Regions from separate parts of the Mus musculus genome. Here regions 2, 3 and 4 are each linked to region 1. Evidence: chromatin contacts called from public ChIA-PET and HiChIP or PLAC-seq data. All regions are on one chromosome and are shown on one strand. The core of a region is the stretch at or near the end of the contact, and the rest is flanking DNA. Distances in the headings are between cores, read along the strand shown. Region 1 overlaps Pdgfrl (platelet-derived growth factor receptor-like). Region 2 has its middle 16 kb from the start of Mtmr7. Region 3 overlaps Mtmr7 (myotubularin related protein 7). Region 4 overlaps Mtmr7 (myotubularin related protein 7).

Evidence for each region. ChIA-PET counts read pairs in DNA pulled down with a chosen protein or histone mark. HiChIP or PLAC-seq counts read pairs in DNA pulled down with a chosen protein or histone mark.
Region 2: an H3K27ac HiChIP or PLAC-seq map of embryonic stem cells shows a contact between it and region 1, with 7 times the contacts expected there. The contact joins two enhancer-like sites. A contact is called at or near these places in 2 of 115 datasets of contacts at active chromatin or transcription factors (both in embryonic stem cells).
Region 3: an RNA polymerase II ChIA-PET map of memory CD8 T cells shows a contact between it and region 1, with 44 read pairs. The contact joins two enhancer-like sites. A contact is called at or near these places in 17 of 484 Hi-C or Micro-C datasets (the C2C12 cell line, the G1E-ER4 cell line, the HL-1 cell line and 11 more) and 5 of 115 datasets of contacts at active chromatin or transcription factors (Th17 cells, astrocytes, bone marrow-derived dendritic cells and 2 more).
Region 4: a contact with region 1 is called in an H3K27ac HiChIP or PLAC-seq map of embryonic stem cells, with 2.8 times the contacts expected there. The contact joins two enhancer-like sites. A contact is called at or near these places in 1 of 484 Hi-C or Micro-C datasets (embryonic stem cells) and 2 of 115 datasets of contacts at active chromatin or transcription factors (both in embryonic stem cells).

The regions. Positions count from the first base shown.
Region 1 is chr8:40,962,120-40,966,964 of GRCm38.p6, forward strand. The region is part of intron 2 of Pdgfrl (platelet-derived growth factor receptor-like); the gene reads left to right. Among named protein-coding and RNA genes, the nearest start is that of Pdgfrl, 38 kb to the left of the region's middle. Within about 2 kb of position 1,417, at least 190 of the 459 cell types and tissues checked have an H3K27ac peak or open chromatin away from gene starts, as enhancers often do. A contact at or near this core is called in Th2 cells, embryonic stem cells and memory CD8 T cells, where this site is marked.
Region 2 is chr8:40,648,882-40,653,535 of GRCm38.p6, forward strand. No RefSeq gene overlaps it. Among named protein-coding and RNA genes, the nearest start is that of Mtmr7, 16 kb to the left of the region's middle. Within about 2 kb of position 1,535, at least 44 of the 459 cell types and tissues checked have an H3K27ac peak or open chromatin away from gene starts, as enhancers often do. A contact at or near this core is called in embryonic stem cells, where this site is marked.
Region 3 is chr8:40,583,411-40,587,941 of GRCm38.p6, forward strand. It overlaps Mtmr7 (myotubularin related protein 7), which reads right to left. Exons shown (of 14, transcript NM_001040699.1): 6 at 3,638-3,772. Among named protein-coding and RNA genes, the nearest start is that of Mtmr7, 49 kb to the right of the region's middle. Within about 2 kb of position 1,476, at least 101 of the 459 cell types and tissues checked have an H3K27ac peak or open chromatin away from gene starts, as enhancers often do. A contact at or near this core is called in Th2 cells and memory CD8 T cells, where this site is marked.
Region 4 is chr8:40,608,637-40,613,316 of GRCm38.p6, forward strand. It overlaps Mtmr7 (myotubularin related protein 7), which reads right to left. Exons shown (of 14, transcript NM_001040699.1): 2 at 258-380. Among named protein-coding and RNA genes, the nearest start is that of Mtmr7, 24 kb to the right of the region's middle. Within about 2 kb of position 1,750, at least 33 of the 459 cell types and tissues checked have an H3K27ac peak or open chromatin away from gene starts, as enhancers often do. A contact at or near this core is called in embryonic stem cells, where this site is marked.

The DNA of each region.
Region 1 (4,845 bases), core at 167-2,666:
AGTGTGTTTTATCATTTACCACATGTTCCTGATCTCTCTGCACCCTCCCCTGCTTCCAATGCTTTTTAAAAGCTTCTGCTAGGGGGCTGGTGAGATGGCTCAGTGGGTAAGAGCACTGACTGCTCTTCCAAAGGTTCTGAGTTCAAATCCCAGCAAACACTCAGTGGCTCACAACCATCCACAATGAATTGTGGACAGCTACAGTGTACTTGTATAATAATAAATAAATCTTTGGGCGGGGATGAGTGGGGCCTGAGCAAGCAGAGGTCCTGAATTGTGAGTGTACACACACATTCTTGGCCCTTGCCTTTAGTCTCAGCACTGGAGAGACAGAAGCAGGCAAGGCTCTGTGAGTTCAAGGCCAGCTTGGTTTCTGGGCATAGTGAGATCCTGTCTTAAAAATAAAAACAAAAAGCCAGGTAATGGTGGCACATGCCTTTAATCCCAAAACTTGGGAGGTAGATGTCTGAGCTGGAGGCTGGTCTGATCCATGACAGCCTGGGATACCCAGAAAAACTATCTGGGGGGGGGGGAACAAAAGACAGACAGACAGACAGACAGACAAATTGCAAGTGCAGAATATCAAGCCACAATGTCTCTTCCCAACCCGAGTGTGCCACAGTGAAACATTCTAGTAAAATGGTCCAGATCATAAGATAAATTCCCAGTGGTACATCAGTCGGTCTGTTTCCATCCGTTCTGCAAACATTCCTCGTCTTCAGCTCTGCCATCCACATCGACGCGCTTCAGGTGTGGGGAACAGGGGAAGTCTTAGCACTCTGCTGAGGCAGAAAACAAAGTAAGAAATTTGGACCGTGTGGCCTAGCCAAAGGGTTAAATAAATCTCTGATGAAAGGGGAGAGGTGTGAGCTCTGCACCCTCAAAGTGAGGAGACAAGTTTTTGGCCGTTCCCTAGACCCGCTCCACAGTAAAAATTAAAAACAAAGTCAGGGTTCAAGCATTCATTATCTTTCAGGATGTGCCTGTGGTGTGTGGTGTAGGGTGTTAACTTTTTTTTTTTTTTTCAGTCAAGAACTGGAAGCCCGGAGGAGTGGGTGGGGCACAGCTCTCTTTGATGGCTGGTTCCTCTCAGAACAATAAATAGCTTTTAGGAGAAGAGAAGGCATCTATCTGTCTTTCCACTTGGCTGCCCCGGGTAACTGCTCACTCCACCCACAGACTGTACAAAGGAGGGTGGACCAGCGATGCAGACAGTGGGCTGCAGGCCAGTCTCCTAAGCGGCCCGTCTCACCAGCTTACACGGGGGAAGGAATTCATCCGAAGGGCATTTTCAAAGAAAGGAATGCGAGGGAGTATTTATGACCAGAAAGAACTGGCTGTTGAGAGAGGGGGAGCTGCATAACGTGAGCACCCACTGGCGGTATGCAGAGAAGGGAGCATCTTTCTTCCCCCAGCTAACGAATTGTGGTAAAATACACCCAGAACAGCACCGGTAGCATTTTTTAACCGCGCTTACGTATACAACTCAGTATACATGGGGAAACTGGTTTTGTTAGGCGGACTTGTTTCAAAGTCAAACTCATTTTCCTTCGAAGTTGGATTTTCTTGGCAGAACAAATAAAAAATGACGTGGCCTCGGCTTCTCTTTCTCCTTATGTGGGGCTGCAGGTTAGCTCCGTGCACACGTTGCTGTCCTAGTTAGCATCCACTTAGAGTCACCTGAGAGGAAAGCCTTATAGCCCCGTGTGCATTTCGGGAGGAGGGTGTCTTGATTTTTAATAGAAGCCCTACCCTACTATGAGTGGTAGCATCCTTAGGACAGTAGTGGTCGTGGGAGGGTGTATAAGAAAGCAGCGAAGCTGGTGAGAGATCCAGCAAGCAGCGTTCTTCCGTGCCTTCTGCTTCAGGTTCCTGCCCTGGCTTCTCTCAATAATAGACTGTAACCCCTAAGTTAAAATAAAGCCTTTCCCCCTCTGGAAGTTGCCTTGGGTCCCAGAAACGGAACAATAGCAAGCTGAAATCATTCTCACGGGTGGGACGTGGAACTCAGGAGTAGAGTGCTTGCCTGGTTATAGCAAGGTGCTGGATTAAGTCCTTGGTGTGTCAAGAAATCAAAAGTATATGCTGGAGCCAGCCTCTGATACCTATTTTAAAGTAAATTTCCACCCTGGAAATTAAAAATAAAGAACTCACCGCACCCTAAAGGTAGGACATTCTATGGCACCAGAGCAGGCCCCCACATGTCCCTAGAGATAGACAAGTGGGAAGGCGGGGTACAAGTCTTCTCTGGGTGTACTGGATGTTCTGACGGTGTTAATGGTGCAGAAAAATCACAGCTATGTTCCTTTGGGGGCCGGGGTGGGGGAGGGTAATGACAGAATCCGTCTCCTCTCGAGTTATCAGCATAGAATGAGGTCATGTGTGGAAAGCGCTTGGCTATGTAGCAAGCCTCTCCGTGAAGCGGAGCTATTTTTATTCACTCTATTGTATCCCAAAGAGGCAAAGTGTAGGGACATGGCCCGTCTGTCACAAGTCTTGTTTTCAGAAAAGGGCTTTAGTCTCCTATCTCAGTCTCCTGCAAACTAGATGTCCCACGCTGTAGTCTGGGTCTGGAGTATGACCCAAAAGCTGGTGTCCAGCCAATGGTACTGTTTTGGATCTTTAGAAGTGGAGCCTAGGCAAGCTTCTGACCTTCAGGCTAAACTCCTCCCCAGTTACCTAGCAACAGTGAAGACCATAAAAAGGGGTGCTCAGCCCGCACCTCACACCTCGTCCTCTTATTCCTTTGTCCTCTCACCTCCCTCTTCTCTTACTTCTCTCTCCTCTTCCCTTTTTCTTTGTCTTCTTTCCTCTCTCCTATCTCTCTTCTCTCTCTCTCTTCCTCCTTTCTACCTTCTCTCTTTCCCCTGCATTTCCATAATACAGCTCTAAAACCAAAAAATAAAAAAGAAGAAGTGGGGCCTAGGGAAAGGAAGTTAGGCCATTAGAAACGTTTCTTTGAAAGGACTATTGAGACACTGGTCCCTCTCCAGTCCGTCTCTCCTTACGTGTGTGTGTGTGTGTGTGTGTGTGTGTGTGTGTGTGTGTGTGTGCGCACCCGTGCATGTGTGCATGTATACACATGTTCGCATGGTCTCTGTCTGTCTGTCTGTCTGTCTGTCTCTGTTTCTCTCTCTCTCTCTCTCTATTCCACAATGATGTTCTTCACTGGGACCACCAAGCCATTATAGACTAAAATACCTTAAATCGCCAGCCAAACTAAACCTTTCCTCACCAAAAGTTGATTTCTGTGGGTATTTGGCTGCATTTAGGGAAGGCTGAACTAGCACAGTCCACAGCACCACAGTGCTGAACGCGTCACACTAACTGCCCTGGGGTACTGTGAGAGCCAGCGATCCAGCGCCCCGCCCTGTGTCTCCACATACTTTTCAAGGAAGGAGGAAATGCTTTCCGCTAACTTTTGTTTTAAAAGAATGTTAAACAAAAATCCTCTCATTTCTTGAACGTTATGAAAAGTCTTTATGTGATTTTCCCCAGATGTGCTGCACGGTATTACAATATAAAAAGAACGTTATGCTGGCAAAGTCAAGTCCATATGGCAAGTCAGACAGACTAAGGATAGGACAAAACTCTTGCAGATGACAATTTGGAGACTGTCGTGCAGTGGAAATGGTTTAGGGTGTCACTGAGCGACTCTGCCTATTCTCCTAATGCGATCCCGCTTCGATCAATATGTCTACATGTGGGTGAGGTCTGGGGTTTTATTTGCAAAAATAAAACTTGATATTATTGAGGTATGAACATTTTTGCCAAGAGTTTCAATATATAAAGTCTAAATAAAACTTTTTAGAAGGTTTGTCAGATGACGAAAGCTGGAAAGGGGGAATAAAGGATAAGCTATAAAATGGAGAATTGTATGTCCTGTGGTAAGTAACTGTTCAAAGGAGCATGCCACAAAAAGGGAATTAACCCAGAATGTCAGAGCTTTGCCTCTGTTGTCTGGACTCAGCTTCTCTGTCAGCTCCATCCACCTGCCCTGCACTGGCTGTAGATTCTCTGTGCCTTCATCTGCCCAGAGACTCACTTCACCTGGATTCCTGACTTGCATGCCCTGCCATGTGGCTTCAAGATCCTGTCGCCTGTTAGACACTATCCTGACTTCCCTGTGGGTCAATCCTGCTGCCTAGGGCCTCACCCCACTGCCTCCCCTTCTATTAGAACACAGAGAAATCATGGTGTCTCGTTTGATTTGGAAAGGTCAATGCCACCACTAGCTCAGCCCTCCCTGTAAGTTCAGTGATGCTCTTTATGAACGCCAGTCAGTAGCTGAGACAAGCAAGGCGACCCAAGGGCTGGAACCCCGTGTTAGCGACCAAAACTGATACAAAAAAGTGTACTCTCCTGTATTTATCTGCTAGGTGACTCGTGACATGGTCTAGTGTAGCACATCTGACAGGTAGGCCTTTGGGTAAAGAAACAGAAGACAGCAATTATCTATATGAGAGACCACAAGGGGTGATCCCCACAAGTGTGTTGCAGGTTGAGATTAATAGGTACTTAGCCAAATGGAGTGTAATAGCCTATGAATAAGGACTCTCCTAAGTTTTACACACATGTACACACCACATCACACCATATTACACACATACACCACGGTGCAACACACCACACACACAATATACACTGCACACCACACGCACACACACACAGGAGAAGAAAACCAGAATGGGCCCCAACCAGAAACAGCTCCTGAACTAAATGACATGAGACACGTCCCAGACACAGAATTTCAGAGTGGCAATCTGAGTGTGTGGGGCTGCAGGGAACTTTTTTCCTCGGTCACCCTTTCTGACTAGAGGAAGACAGAGTCCATGGATGAAGGGT
Region 2 (4,654 bases), core at 285-2,784, 310 kb before region 1:
GGCTCTTGTGACCCACCATGTTAGTGCTAGAAACTGAGCCTAGTTCCTCTAGAAGAGCTGTCGGTGCTCTTAACTGGCGAGCAGCGTCTCCAGTCCCTTCAGGGTAGTTTCACTGAGTACAGAAGACCCATCCTAATGTGGGCAGTACCATCCCATGGACTGAGGTCATGGACTAAATAAAACAGAACAGAACAAACAAAAACAAGGTGAATAAAAAAAGAAAAACAAACAAGATGAACAGTAGCATTAATTTCTCTATGCCTTGCTTACCATGACAGACTGCACCACCAAACTGTGAGTCAAAATAAACTCCCCCTCTCATAAGTTCCTTTTGTTGGGTTGGTGTTGATGTTGTGGGATAATTTGTCACAGCGGTGAGAAAGAATAAGCAATGTAAAGTGTCTTTCTCCTATGATACTTATGAACCTGTAATGTTCCAGTTGTCTTATTTATTTATATCACTGTCTTGGGGCTTCTGTTGCTGGGACAAGACCCTGTGATCACCAAGAAAAGCAGTAGTAGTGGAGTGGGGACAGCTGGAGCCTAGAAGACAAGCAGCGTGTGCTGCATAGGACAGAGCCAGAGAGGTGATCCAAGCCCTTTGGAAGTGCCCAGAAGATCACTGAGTTATTTACAATTGGAGTTTGATTTTGTGACTGCATCCTGGTTCTTCCCTCCCCACCCCCACCCCTGCCAAGAACATATTTAACTTAATTTTTATTTTTATAGGCATCCACGGCTAAAGGACTTTGAGCCTTTAAAGAAAATTTTGTATTTTTGAAGAGTGTGAATATTTTTTTTTTTTTTTTTTTTGGTTTTTCGAGACAGGGCTTCTCTGTATAGCCCTGGCTGTCCTGGACTTCACTTCGTAGAGCAGGCTGGCCTCGAACTCAGAAATCCGCCTGCCTCTGCCTCCCGAGTGCTGGGATTAAAGGCGTGCGCCACCACGCCCGGCGGTGAGTGTGACTATTTTAAAGAGACTGAACTTGTAATGTGTTTGATTTTGTAAGGACTGTGAGACTTAATATCAACATTTCAACTTGGGAGATGGATGAAGGGAAGGTTCTAATTGAAAAGTGATGTGTTTTCGAGGCAAGTTCGCAAGGAGTCATTTGTGCTGGCTGGTTTGTGTTAGCTTCACACAAGCTAGAGTCATCAGACAGGAGGGAGCATCAGTGGAGAAAATGTCTCCATATGTAAGGTGTTTTCTTAATTGGTGATCCATGAGCGAATCCCAACCATTGTGGGTGGTGCTATTGTAAGACTCTGGCGAGCCTTAGCTTCCAGGGACGCCCCGAGTGAACCTCGAGGAGCTGAGAATCGATGCAAAAAAAATAAGAGGAATTTATTGTTCCAATGTGTTGGGGTCGTCCTCCACTCGAAGGAGAGGTGGCGACCCTAGGGACCTCGGTCGGTGAGCTTTTATACAGTTTTCAGAGCAGCAGCCATTAGGCACAATGTGATTGGCAGAACAGTGTGACGTTTAAACTGATTGGTCTTTAGGGCGGCAAGAACTCCCCTTGTCTGTAGGTGGCCAATGTGTCTATGTGCTCTGGGCCTCCCCCAACCCGCAGGTGGCTGGCTGATGGCTGATGGTGGGTTCCCCCACCTGTGGTTGGAGGAATGTTAATTAGCCTCTCCCTTCCCGGAGGGGAGGGGTGCTCAAGTGTTAGTTCCTGAGCTGACCTCTTCACCATCCCCCATGAGGTGGTACTGAGTTCTGTAAGAAAGCAAGCTGAACAAGCCCAGAGAAGCAAGCAGCGCTACTCCAAGGTGCCTTTCATGGGCTTCTGCCTGCAGATTCTGTCCTGCAGGGTTCCTGCCCACACTGCTTTTGATAATGAACTGTTTGGAACTGCTTTGGTCGGGGCGTTTCATCTCAGCAATAGTAGCCCTAAGACACCATCCACCTTACAATCGCACTAATAGAGAAACCAGTAGGCATTCAGGAAGAAAACTGAACGAAGCCTATACAGTAAGTCTAAGAAACTCAGCTCTTTGTACTTTTATTTTTAAATCCTTCCTCAGCAGCTACTGGGTTGCAAATACTCTAAGCCTTTGCTTGTGTGCTGTTAACAACCTTGCAGACTACCTCTTGATCCTTTCATATCATCTAGACGTTTGAATTTGTTCCAACCTGCTTAACCCGTTTAATGAAACAGCCAATAGCTGATTGGCCCCGTGGCTCCACAGCAAGAGGTAATTACTGCTTAGTTGGCTGCCTGCTCAGTATACTCAGCTGCATATTGCTTTCTGAAGCCTGGGGGAATCTTGTAATTGCCCTTTGGTGACAGCAGTCATTTCCTGCCCGGATTTTTAAACTTAACTATGATCCTGCCACATCTCTTTGGAAGCTGTAGCTGTTGTGCAGTGTTACCATTGAGTCATTTTGGATCTGTCCGCCATGTGGATAGCATAGACTCCCAAGACATTGGTCCCACATTCTCCTTTGAAGAGACAACTCTAAAAGGGATTTGATTTGCAAAATTTCCCAGCCAATGATCTCACCAAGAGGGGAGAAAATAGAGTTATATGAACAGGTGTATTCACGAAATCCTTGCTCTCGGTGAACTGATGAGTCTTTCAACCTGCCTGCCACATCATTTCAAATGTGTTGCTACTGAGAAGACTACATGCCCACTGCCTTTAATCTTCACAAGCTGTTTTGTTTCAAATTATGTACTTTAAAACATTTCATTAAAATTTTGAATAATTCTAAAAAGCAATAGCTTTTAAAACAATCTTTTGTGAGCAACTAGATTATACTACTACCACTGAGCAGAAAGGTATATTAAATTCAAATCCAATTTCTTTTTCCTTTTTTTTTTTTTTTTTTTTTTTTTTTTTTTTCCTGAGACAGGGTTTCTCTGTGTAGCCTTGGCTGTCCTGGAACTCACTTTGTAGACTAAGCTGGCCTCGAACTCAGAAATCTGCTTGCCTCTGCCTCCCGAGTGCTGGGATTAAAGGCGTGTGCCACCACGCCTGGCTCAAATCCAATTTCTTTATTTGAAAACTTTTTTTATTATGCCAGGAATGTAGGTTGGTTTAAGAATAAACTATAGGATTTGGAGAAGTGACTCAACAGTTAAGAGTACTCTTGCTCGGGATCCGATTTCAGTTCCCAGTACCCACATGGTAGCTTACAACAATCCTAACTCCAGTTCCCAGGGATCCAATGCCTTCGTCTGACTCCCAGGGTACCAGACATGCATATGGTACAAATTCATGCATATAAGCAAAACACTCATACACATAAGTTAGAATTGATGCGTATCATTTAAAATAAAAGAATAAAAATATAGATAAAATTCATCATAGTATTAGACTAAAGAAAAATAAAACAAATCTGTATTGCCTTCTTAACAGATACAGAAAAGTCATCTCACAAAGTAATATCATTCCCAATTTAAAAAAAAAAATGATGTTAGGCAACTTAGGCAGAGAGACCTACCCTTACCTGATAAAGTCTACAAAGATGCAGACAAAACAATCATACACATAAAATAGATAATTCTAAAGACAAATTAAAAAAACATTTGTCCAGTGAGTTGTGGAGGACTAAGGACCAACATAAAATTTGAAATCATAAGCAATAGCACCATGTATTCTGGTATAGTTTATAATTTTTTTTCATAATAACACTGTAAAGAAAGACTATAGACAAGCCGGGCGTGGTGGTGCACGCCTTTAATCCCAGCACTCGGGAGGCAGAGGCAGGCGGATTTCTGAGTTCGAGGCCAGCCTGGTCTACAAAGTGAGTTCCAGGCCAGCCACGGCTATGCAGAGAAACCCTGTCTCAAAAAACAAAAAAAACAAAAACAAAAAAAGAAAGAAAAAGAAAGACTATAGACATTGTGATAATTATGAGGGAAAATCTTAATTTTGTTTTCTTAAGAAGTACGATAGCTAAGTTATATAGTTATATTCAGAATCACAGGTCCTAACTCACACTCTCACACCCGTTCTTCCACTGGCACAGCTGTTGATGAGGTCACCATGTTACTAGTGATGCTAACGTTCTGGAATCACATAATCCATTGGAATTTTTCACCCAAGGGATCACGTCTTGTTAGAGGGTCAAGGGAAGTGTCTGAGTCTCAACTTCACAGAGATATGTCACATCAGCGCAGGGACAACATTTATAGTGATTTACGTCACAGTAATAGTAGCTGACGTTAGTAGTAAATTACAGTATAGAGGGAAATGTCAAATAAGATATAAAATAAACCAAATCTTTAGATTTTTAATATCACATAACTGTTTCTGTAGCCTCCCCCAGCCTCAAAGCAGGCTGATCCAGACTTTGACCTTGCTTGCCACTAAGAAAATTACCTAGGGTGGAGCCTTCCGACCTAGATGGCTCTATTGTTCTGTCACCAGCCACTGCTCTCCTCCAAGACACTGCTACCTGCTGCGAGGCCCTTGAGATATTCTGGAGGAACATCCTATCTATCTCCAGATACCAAGAATGGACTTACGGGGGATGGGCCTTCCCCCTTATAAGCACACTCTCTTAGCTTGATCAGTACCTTTGTCTTGGCTCCGTTTTCTCTCTCTAGTTTCTCTCTTTTCAGCCCCAGCCTACCTCTCAGGTGTACCCGATTCAAGTAGGCCGCGGGCGGGCATACAACATGTTTCAATATCTCCTCCCTTT
Region 3 (4,531 bases), core at 226-2,725, 380 kb before region 1:
CTAAATTCAAGGTCCAGCCTTCTCATCAGCCCCGCCCCATCTCTTCTGAACATGTATAATACGTGATAAGCAAAGCACTCTTACTACTACAGTTCCTGCATATATAACATATGCTCACACTTTAAATCACTTAGGAGTTACAATGGGAGAAACGGCAGGCAGTTTTCCTTAAAAGCAAGTAGGAGAAAACCTCTTCAAAGTCAGTCTGTAATTCACATAACAAACACAAGGTGGCGATATTTAATCTATCATACAAACTATTTTTTAGGAGCTCTACTTATTTAATGTGGCAAAAGCTGAACTTTCAAAGCAGAAACACAGGTTTAGAAATAATAAACACCCAAAAAAGATATTCCAGACTGAGACAGACAGACAGACAGACAGACAGACAGCTACCTTTAGGAGAACTGGGCCAAAGCCTAGCACAGGTGTCAAAGAGTGCTCTTTCTTCTCCTCACTAACTTAACTGTGGCACACTCTTGGAAATACTAGATGATTTTATTGCCTACAGGTATGACCTACAAATAAGCTTCTCAAAATGTCCCCTTCGCCATCCAGGGACATCTTTCACGTATTTAAGAGTACAGGATGAAATCTTGATCCAGGCTAATTTAAATTTTCAACCCATATATGATGCAAAACGGTCTCTTTCCCTGGGTACAGGCTCCGTGAGGTGATGAGGGCTCTCCCTTCCCGTGGCTTCTAACAGGCTCGCCTGCTCTGTGTAGTTGGTAGAAGGGACCATGTGGAAGAGATGCAGTTAGATAAACAGCTCTTTGCAAAGCTAGGCAATGTCAGTTGTCTTACTGGTTGACAGTGCTTCTGATTGCTAATAACTGGCTGTCTCTGCCTTCTCCGCATAGGCATCCAAAGGGTGACTTTCCTAAGGCACACAGTATAGGCTCCTAGAAGTACTGTGCCACCTTTCACTCGCATACGAGATCCACTGTGGCCTGAGCCTAGACCAGCAGCCATTGCCAGCTACATTAGCCCCAGGTCCCTCTCCGGGGGCCTCCATGATAGGTAAGCTGTGTTAGCAAGGTTTTATCAAGTTTGTTAAGGTCCAAATTAAGCCAAAGGATATTTGTCCATCCTTGCACTTACAAAGAACAGGACTGAAGACTCTCCCCTCACCTGCTACAAAACACAAATGTCTCTCTCCCACTCTCTTTCCTCTGTCAATGGCCACCTTCAAACTTTATGCATATAACCAGGAAATAAGATCCCAGGTTCCCACTTTTCAGGTACCCTGAACTTCATAGCTGTATCTTGAAGATGTCTCCTGCATGGGACCCAGTGAATAGACATTACCTCATTACCAAGAAAGAGAGAAATACCCTATGACTTCCTGTTAGACAATGAAACAACCCCTGGCGCCGTGACACTAAGGCCACAACCACAAAGCAGTCCATGGAGCTGAGGCATGTCACAGGGCCGGTCACCACAGAAGCAGGTGACTGACTCAACCTTGCCCCTGCCTTTAGGACTCACACTTCCTCCATAGCTTAGACAGATGACAGCCTTAACTTCAGGACTCATACTTCCTCCATAGCTGGTAGGCAGGCACACAGCTTAGAGCCCTCCTGCTCCACTGGCTTGAGGTGACTTTGGCTCAGCCTGGAGCTGGGTGTGTGATCAACTTAGGTGTCAACCCTCTAGAGTCTGGAAGCGGGGACAAGGGTCCCCTAGAGATGTTCTGGGAAACAGAAACAAAAAAGCCACTGGCTTTGATGTCAAATAAGCTTGTATTTAACTGAATGTGGCCTTGGGTCTAAACCGTGTGGTCTCAGTGAATTACCTAACCTCTTTAAAGCTAAGTCCAGGAAAAGACAAGAAGCCTCCCAATCTGCAGAATTCTTCCAAGAGTGAAATGAGAACGTGCTGAACATTTTTGCAAGCTCAACAGAATGCCAGCATATCTGACAGAAGAGGCTGAAGTACAGAGACACGGTCCTTGTCTTAGACCTCCACAAATACCGTTCTGACTCAATTCCATGTGTTAATGTACCAATCTCTAGCAACAGCTGAGACCAAGGAGACTTTTCTCAGTACATACTTAAGGCTTTCACTGCCTCTGCGGCCCATCACTGTCCCATCAGTGAACAAACAATTCAAAAGGCTTTCATCTGGGTGGGTGGCTTGGGAAGCCCTTGTGTGGACTTAACCCCGCTCAGAGACCAAGGATCAGGACCCTGGGAGCTGCCTCCCAAGCCTTTGTCTTTATTATTATTATTATTATTATTAATTATTATTATTATTATTATTATTATTATTATTATTATTATACTAGGAAATAAAGCTGGATGCAGAAGGCAAGGACTGAGGACAACCTGCATGCCGCCATGCAACCCTTCTGTGGCAAACATCTGCATACTTTCCTGGTGGCCTAGGAAAACTACCGCACCTGAGGGGTGGGAATCAACCAACGTGGTCATGAAAAAAAAGAAGAAAGGAAGGAGGGGAAGACAGGGAGAGAGGAAAAGAGAGAGGGAGGGAGAAAGAGAGGGATAGAAGAAAAGAGAGAGGGAGAAAGAGAAAAGAGGGAGAGAAAAGAGGGGGAGAGAGGAGGGGAACACAAAGCTTGAAGCAGTTTTTACAAGCCACATCTTTGCACCTGAGAAGAGAGCACCCAACTTTCTTTATCTACTGGATCAGAGTCAACTTCTTACCACTTAACAATAAACAAAGTGAGTACTAAATATACCCTTCAAACTGAATCCTTAGGACTAAGAAGGTGGCTTTAAATACAGACAAGGCCTGGTCCTGTGGCTGCCACGTTCTAATAAGGACTTACACTACAGGGACCTAACTTGGATCACTGGCTCTTAGGAGGTCAATCTGTTTATCCCTGTTTAAAGCTGGAAAAGTAGGGTAGGAAAAGGATTTCCAGTCTCCACTCAGTAAAGCCCTGAAGCCTGAGTTTGTCTGCAAAATGTCCTCTGAGAAGCACATAACTTATCAGAAAATACAGAACAGCTCTACCGTACACAAAAGATACAGGGCGCGGGGAGGAGGGCAGTCAGGGTTGGAGAAAGGGGTTTGCACCTGATTCAGACAGAGGCAGAAACTGACAGGCAACAGAAGTTAATCTGTCACATCTTTCAAGGGCAGACCTTCTTCCAGTCCTTCACCCCTGGATCAGAGATTTGATCTATGTTGTGCAATGAAAGCTTACTAGAAAGTCAGGGCCCATTATGTATGATGTGAAGACTATGTCTATAAACATCTACAACTGACTATGCCACGAAGCTCTTACTCTTAATGGCTTTCATTTTAAACTGACTTGACCAACTAAGCTATTTTTCCTCTGTCATATTTTTATTCCCTTGTAACCTGTTTTGAATAGCACCGCTGACATTTAATCCACAGCCAAACTACTTGCAAACCTAAACAGTAAGCCATTTACTGTGTGACCGGCACAATGGTAAAAACCGGAAACAGAAATGTACTCAGCACACTCAGCCCCTTCAGGAGCTGAGATGCAGCAGAGAGCAGCCCTTTGGTGGCCCCATGGTCTGATCAGACCAGGAACAACCCTCTACAGATAAGGCAAAGGGTTGCTACCAGTCAAGCTTTGGTTCCTTCCGGCCTCAGGACTCAGGGCTGCAGAGACACGTATGAAAATGGTGACACTTACTTTAGGCCTTGTGTCCACGACATAAATGAAGTCACTTCCAGGATTGGCTTTCCTGATGGCTTGGAGCATCTGCTCATCCTCCAGGCACCGAGCGCTGAAGCCGGAAAGGGGCTGGCTGCTCCTGCAGATGGAGGCCTGCGGGGAGAGGCCACAGCAACACAGAACTGTCAGAGACACTGTGGGAGCATCCCCAGGAAGAGGCGCCTGTGGTTAGCCTGCACTCCACACCAACATGGGAAAATGGTATTGGATTTTATGGAAATCAAGATAGGTTTACTTTTAACCCAAGCTGAAGAGCTTGCTACCTGGGTAAGCTTTCTGTGTAAGGTATTAGGAATGTGTGGAAATGTTTAAGTAGGATCCATACCATGAATTTAAAACTTTTTAAGCAACCTACTTTCCTTTTTAGTAATAATGTTTTTCACTGCTGAAAGCAGAATAATCACTTTCCTGAAACTTACAAGGCACTATTAGTGGAAAGACTAGGGAAACAATTTTAGTGCTTATTTGGTGCTTATTGTCTTTTTTTTTTTTAATATACTAGTCTATTTAAAAGAATCATGAGTACCCAAATCAAATCTAAAGGTCACATTTTCACAGTAATAAAAGCCCAGGCTACTGCTAGGTTTGCCCAGTAGGGATGTTTAGGGGTCTCTTCAGACCCCATCTCAGCACACCCCACCATTTCCCTGACCCTCGTTTCCAACACCATACAAACATCTTTCCGTCTGTCTTTCCAGTCACCAGGTCCTAGGCCGGTGGGTTTAGTCAGCTATAGCTTTCCACAACCACGGATCAAAAGTATTCAACTAAAAGGACTGACTCTGAATCGACTTTCTGTCGCCTTTCCCTAAATATCCCACCATAGCAAGTATTTACCTTGGTTGGGCATCT
Region 4 (4,680 bases), core at 500-2,999, 350 kb before region 1:
CCTACAAAGGACAGTTATAACACATCAGGTGCTGTCGCATGCGACACCTGGTAGGACTGAAGATCTTCCCGGCCATGCATAGGCTCCAGCAGCTTCAGCCACTGCTAGCACATTCATCCATCCCATCTTAGGGCTGTGAAGGAAATTCCTTTTCTAATACATCTCAGAAATCGCTCCCAAAAATGCCCCCAAAAGTCCACGGTCCCCATCCTGAAACCAATGAAAAACATGTAAGGCTAAAGATGCAGATGTCATACCCAGGTTTCTTTTCTTGTGTCAGGTGCATTTTCCACGAATATGACGTGAGTGGCCGTCAGATACAAAGTTCCCAGCGCTGCCTTTTTACAAGACACTCTGTCTACCAAGCGCACGTTTTCAACCTAGAGACGTTGGGTGAAAATCAAAAGAGCCAATCACAAAATATCCAGGAACCTTATATTTACTCTAAAACTTACACGGGAGAATGTCTCCAATAATTAAACCAAAATACGCCCCTTGGCTCAGCAGCAGACCATGATAATGTGTATCAAATAATAAAATACCAGTTACGAAAATGTGATTTTAAATGTGCCACAAAACATTTACGTAAGTGTTTTGGGAAGGGCAGTACACACTCTTAAGTGCTGAGCCATCTCTTTAGCTCCATGAAACACAGCTCCCTTGATCCCCTGACTGAAGTCTAATATTACAGTCTAATAATGAAGTCTAATATTTCCTTGACTTTTACACAGGTCAGTATTTTATTTCATTGTAGCTATACAACATTTTGCACATAAGTCAGCACATGCATGCATTAAAGCCTTGCATTTACATAACGACAGTGTGTGAATATGAGCTAAGTTCTATCAAAAAGAAACACTATGCTTTTCCACGCGTCTGTAAAGTGGAAGACAGGGCACGTGGATGTTTGCCTTCACATAAACGACCATAGTAAGAAATATAAAAAGGTTCATAAGGAGACCATGAAGATTGAGAACTGCTTCCATTCACTGGTGAATCCTTCTAACGATACTGGAACTCTCCTCCGAATGTTGGGTGTGTGGAAAGTATCACGTATTTGTGCATTTTGATGCAGAACAGTTTCAGGGATACTGCAGTAGGTCTGTGTCACGACACACCACAGGAAGGACAACACAACCTGTACTGGCTGTGTGGAAACAGCAGTACAATGACCTCTTTACGGAAACAGCTCCTTTTTATTTCAAGGTTTATTTTGTTTTCAGTTATGTGCGCTGGGGTGGGGGCTGTGCATCGAAGTGCAGGTGCCTTAGCAGGCAAGAAGAGGTCACTGGATATCCTGGTGCTGTGTTGGGAGCCGCCCCCACATTCGCCGTCACAAGATGGCGCTGACATCCTGTGTTCTAAGTGGTAAACAAATAATCTGCGCATGTGCCAAGAGTAATTTTCCACTACATGTACTCTGCCTTTACTCGGCCATGGGCTGCAGCCAATCAGGGAGTGATGCGTCCTAGGCGAAGGATAATTCTCCTTAAAAGGGGACGGGGTTTTCCGCCATTTTCTCTCTCTTGCTCTGCGCTCTGGCGCGCTGGCGCTCTGGCTCCTAAAGATGTAAGCAGGGGGCTTTCGTTTTTGGGCTTGGGGGCTTGCGCTCCTGCTCCTGAAGATGTAAGCAATAAAGTTTTGCCGCAGAAGATTCTGGTTTGTTGTGTTCTTCCTGGCCGGTCGTGAGAACGCGTTTAAGAGTGCTGAGGCTGCAGGAGCCTGTGAGCCACAAGACCTTGGGAAGGGTAGTACACGCCCTTAAGTGCTGAGCCATCTCTTTAGCTCCATGAAACACAGCTCCCCTGATCCCCTGAATTAAGTCTAATATTGCAGGTTTCACTTCTTCTTTGACCCACAACTATTTAATAAGCATATTTTGTCAGTTCCCTATGACTATTATTTTATTTAATTTACTAAACATTCTATTCTGAACTAACTCTAAGGACACTGTCATGAAGCAGCTATGGAAGGAAAAAATGAGGATATGTTATCTTTATAGCATTTCTTTGAGAAGGGAAACTATTTAGCTGTTTAAAGTTGTATAGCTAAAATATCTAGGGTCGGTATACGAATTAACAGTATGTAAAAATGAAATATAAATCATTTTTTTATACCCTGAGGACTAGTGAAACTGAACTTCATTCTAATACTGAACTATGGTAATATTTTACGGCGAAAGCCTTCAGTATAGACTATTTTCCCCTCAGAAATGAGAGAGTCGATGCCACTTTAGAGTATTTTTAGAAACAGAGTAGAACAGAGCGAGGAGGAGCACTTGCTGGCGGATGGGGGGAGACTTAATGGAATTATTCCCATGTCTCTTTGTTAACTTTGGATGCTGCTGCAGGAAAATTAAATTTCAAAGTTTGGCAATCACTCTGACAGGTCCCAGAGCTGTCATAAGCAATTTTGAAGCTATAGAAGACAAAAAGAAATGGAGGATAAATAAATGAGAGAGAGAGAAAAAAAACACCAAAATGACCCGTATGTTAAACAATACCAGAAATGGGTAACCAACGCGACAATTAATTTCATTCCTCAGTATACAGAGCACATGAGGACAGCCATATTCAGGGCCCACTTCACAGTCTGTGCTTAGGTAGCTGGAACAACCTCAAATGAAATAAATCCCCTCAATTCTGGCGCCACCCTGAAAACCTACTAGTTTAATAGCTGTGCCTCAGTGGTGAGCTAGCTCAAGCCTATTTAATCTCCACGGCAATGAGGCTGCTCCTATCTGAAGATGAGACCTGGGAGCCTACTTATTTCTTGGACAAAGTCATCACAACTTGCTCGCCTGTTCCAGAGACTACGGACACGCCACACAGGGGCACATACGCTGTAAGTGGCTTTTAATATATGCTAAGAAAGTGACACCCGTTTCTTCTGGATTGTGCATTTACCACAAATGTGATATTTTTAAATGAGATCCACCTATGTCATTAGTGGGATAGCACACCCATGTTATTTAGTGGCTATTGCTCTTTGCTTCCTTTGTAGGACATAAAACTCTGATGCTTATTAGTGGTGTCTGAGATCTGCTCAAATGACTCTGGCATCCTAGCAAGTGTTTAAGTCCTAGGACCAAAAGAGGTAACCTTGAAGAGTTATGTCAACTGGGGAAAGAAGGCATCTGAGGAAACGCACTGTTTGAAGTTCTCAGCGAGAAAGCACACACTTAGGAAGAGTCAGGTCAGATGCTATAAGTAACATTCTCTTGTCAGGGCACAGAGGAAACGTTTATGTCAGCTGCTGTTGAGACCTGGAATAAGGGAGAGCTGATATGGTCGACACTTTAGCAAGCAGGGGCCTGGGAACACCAGGACTGGAAGCTATACAGAGCCACCAGAAGCATCAACTCGCAAATGCTGAGACTGCAAAAATTCTGTCCATATGGAAGTGGGGGCATGGTGGGATAGAATCAGAGGCCATTCTGGTCATTCACAGTCCACCCCAGAGACTTACAACCAAAGACATTTTAAAGAAAGGTCTACTGTCAGGACACAGTCCAAGAATGTAGTTACAGGAGAGGGATCCTGAGCCCTTATGAGAAAATTCCAAGAAAGCAAGCATCGATGACCTCAGTTTCTTGTGATGTGTCTCTGTGCTCCTACCAGATGTTGCAGATAGGAGTGAGTTTACTCCAGAGTTTATGACTCATCTGCCTCTGTGGAGAAGCAAACTTGCAGCCTGTCCTGGTGACTGAACACTGGTGACTCTCCCTAGCCCTTTGAGTATAAACTGTCTGATGCTCTAAATAAAGTTGGCTACTGCATGAGACTTTAGCCCCACTCATTCTTAGGCCCCAATCTCCCAGGTTCATGGCTAATTAGAGCAGTCAACTGTATATTAATTAGTATTGCCCATAAGAGCACCCGTGCCTGTGCTACAGGCAAGCGGTAAATGATTCTAGATGTCTGTGAGGCTGTTAGGGTCTTACACTGGAAAGGACGAGAAAAGACCCATTTTTTAGGATCACAGGGATCACTGAGCAAAGACTTCTTTATGCAACTCATGAAAAACTCTTCTCCAATTCTATGAAGCTTCTTAATCATTTTTTGATTGGTTGGTTTTTTTGTTTTGTTTTGTTTTGTTTTGTTTTTGTTTTGTCTGTGTTTTGTTTTATTGACATAGGGTTTCTTTGTATAGCCCGGCTGGCCTAGAAGTCTTTGTAAACCAAGCTGGCTTCAAATTTAGAAGGATCTGCCTGCCTCCGCCTCCTGAGTGCTGGGATCAAAGGTACATACCACCATGCCCTACCATTTTCTTAGCTTTTAAAACTGGTTTGTTTGTTTTCCAACTGTGGGACAAGTCCTATTTCACTTCATGTTTAAGCATCTCGTAATGTATAAGGGAGAAATCATGCCTAGAAGCACCACCCAAGCACAAGCAACGTTCATCCTTTAGAACACTGTGGAAAACATCTATGCTTCACTGTAAGTGGGTGTCATGAGGTACCGGGGTGTGGGAGGGAACAGTTCCCAGGAGAGCAGGGAGGAATCCAGTCTGCCTGCAGCATCAATCCAGCCTTAGTCAAAACTGTCCAGTCACACAAACCTTGGGAGTTTGGAGACTCAGAGTGTAATTAAGGAAGAGGCAGGCCCCATACATAGCTGCACCAGGGAGTAAAGATGGACAAGAGACGCTAAGACAATCAGTAACAAGATGTGCAAGGGA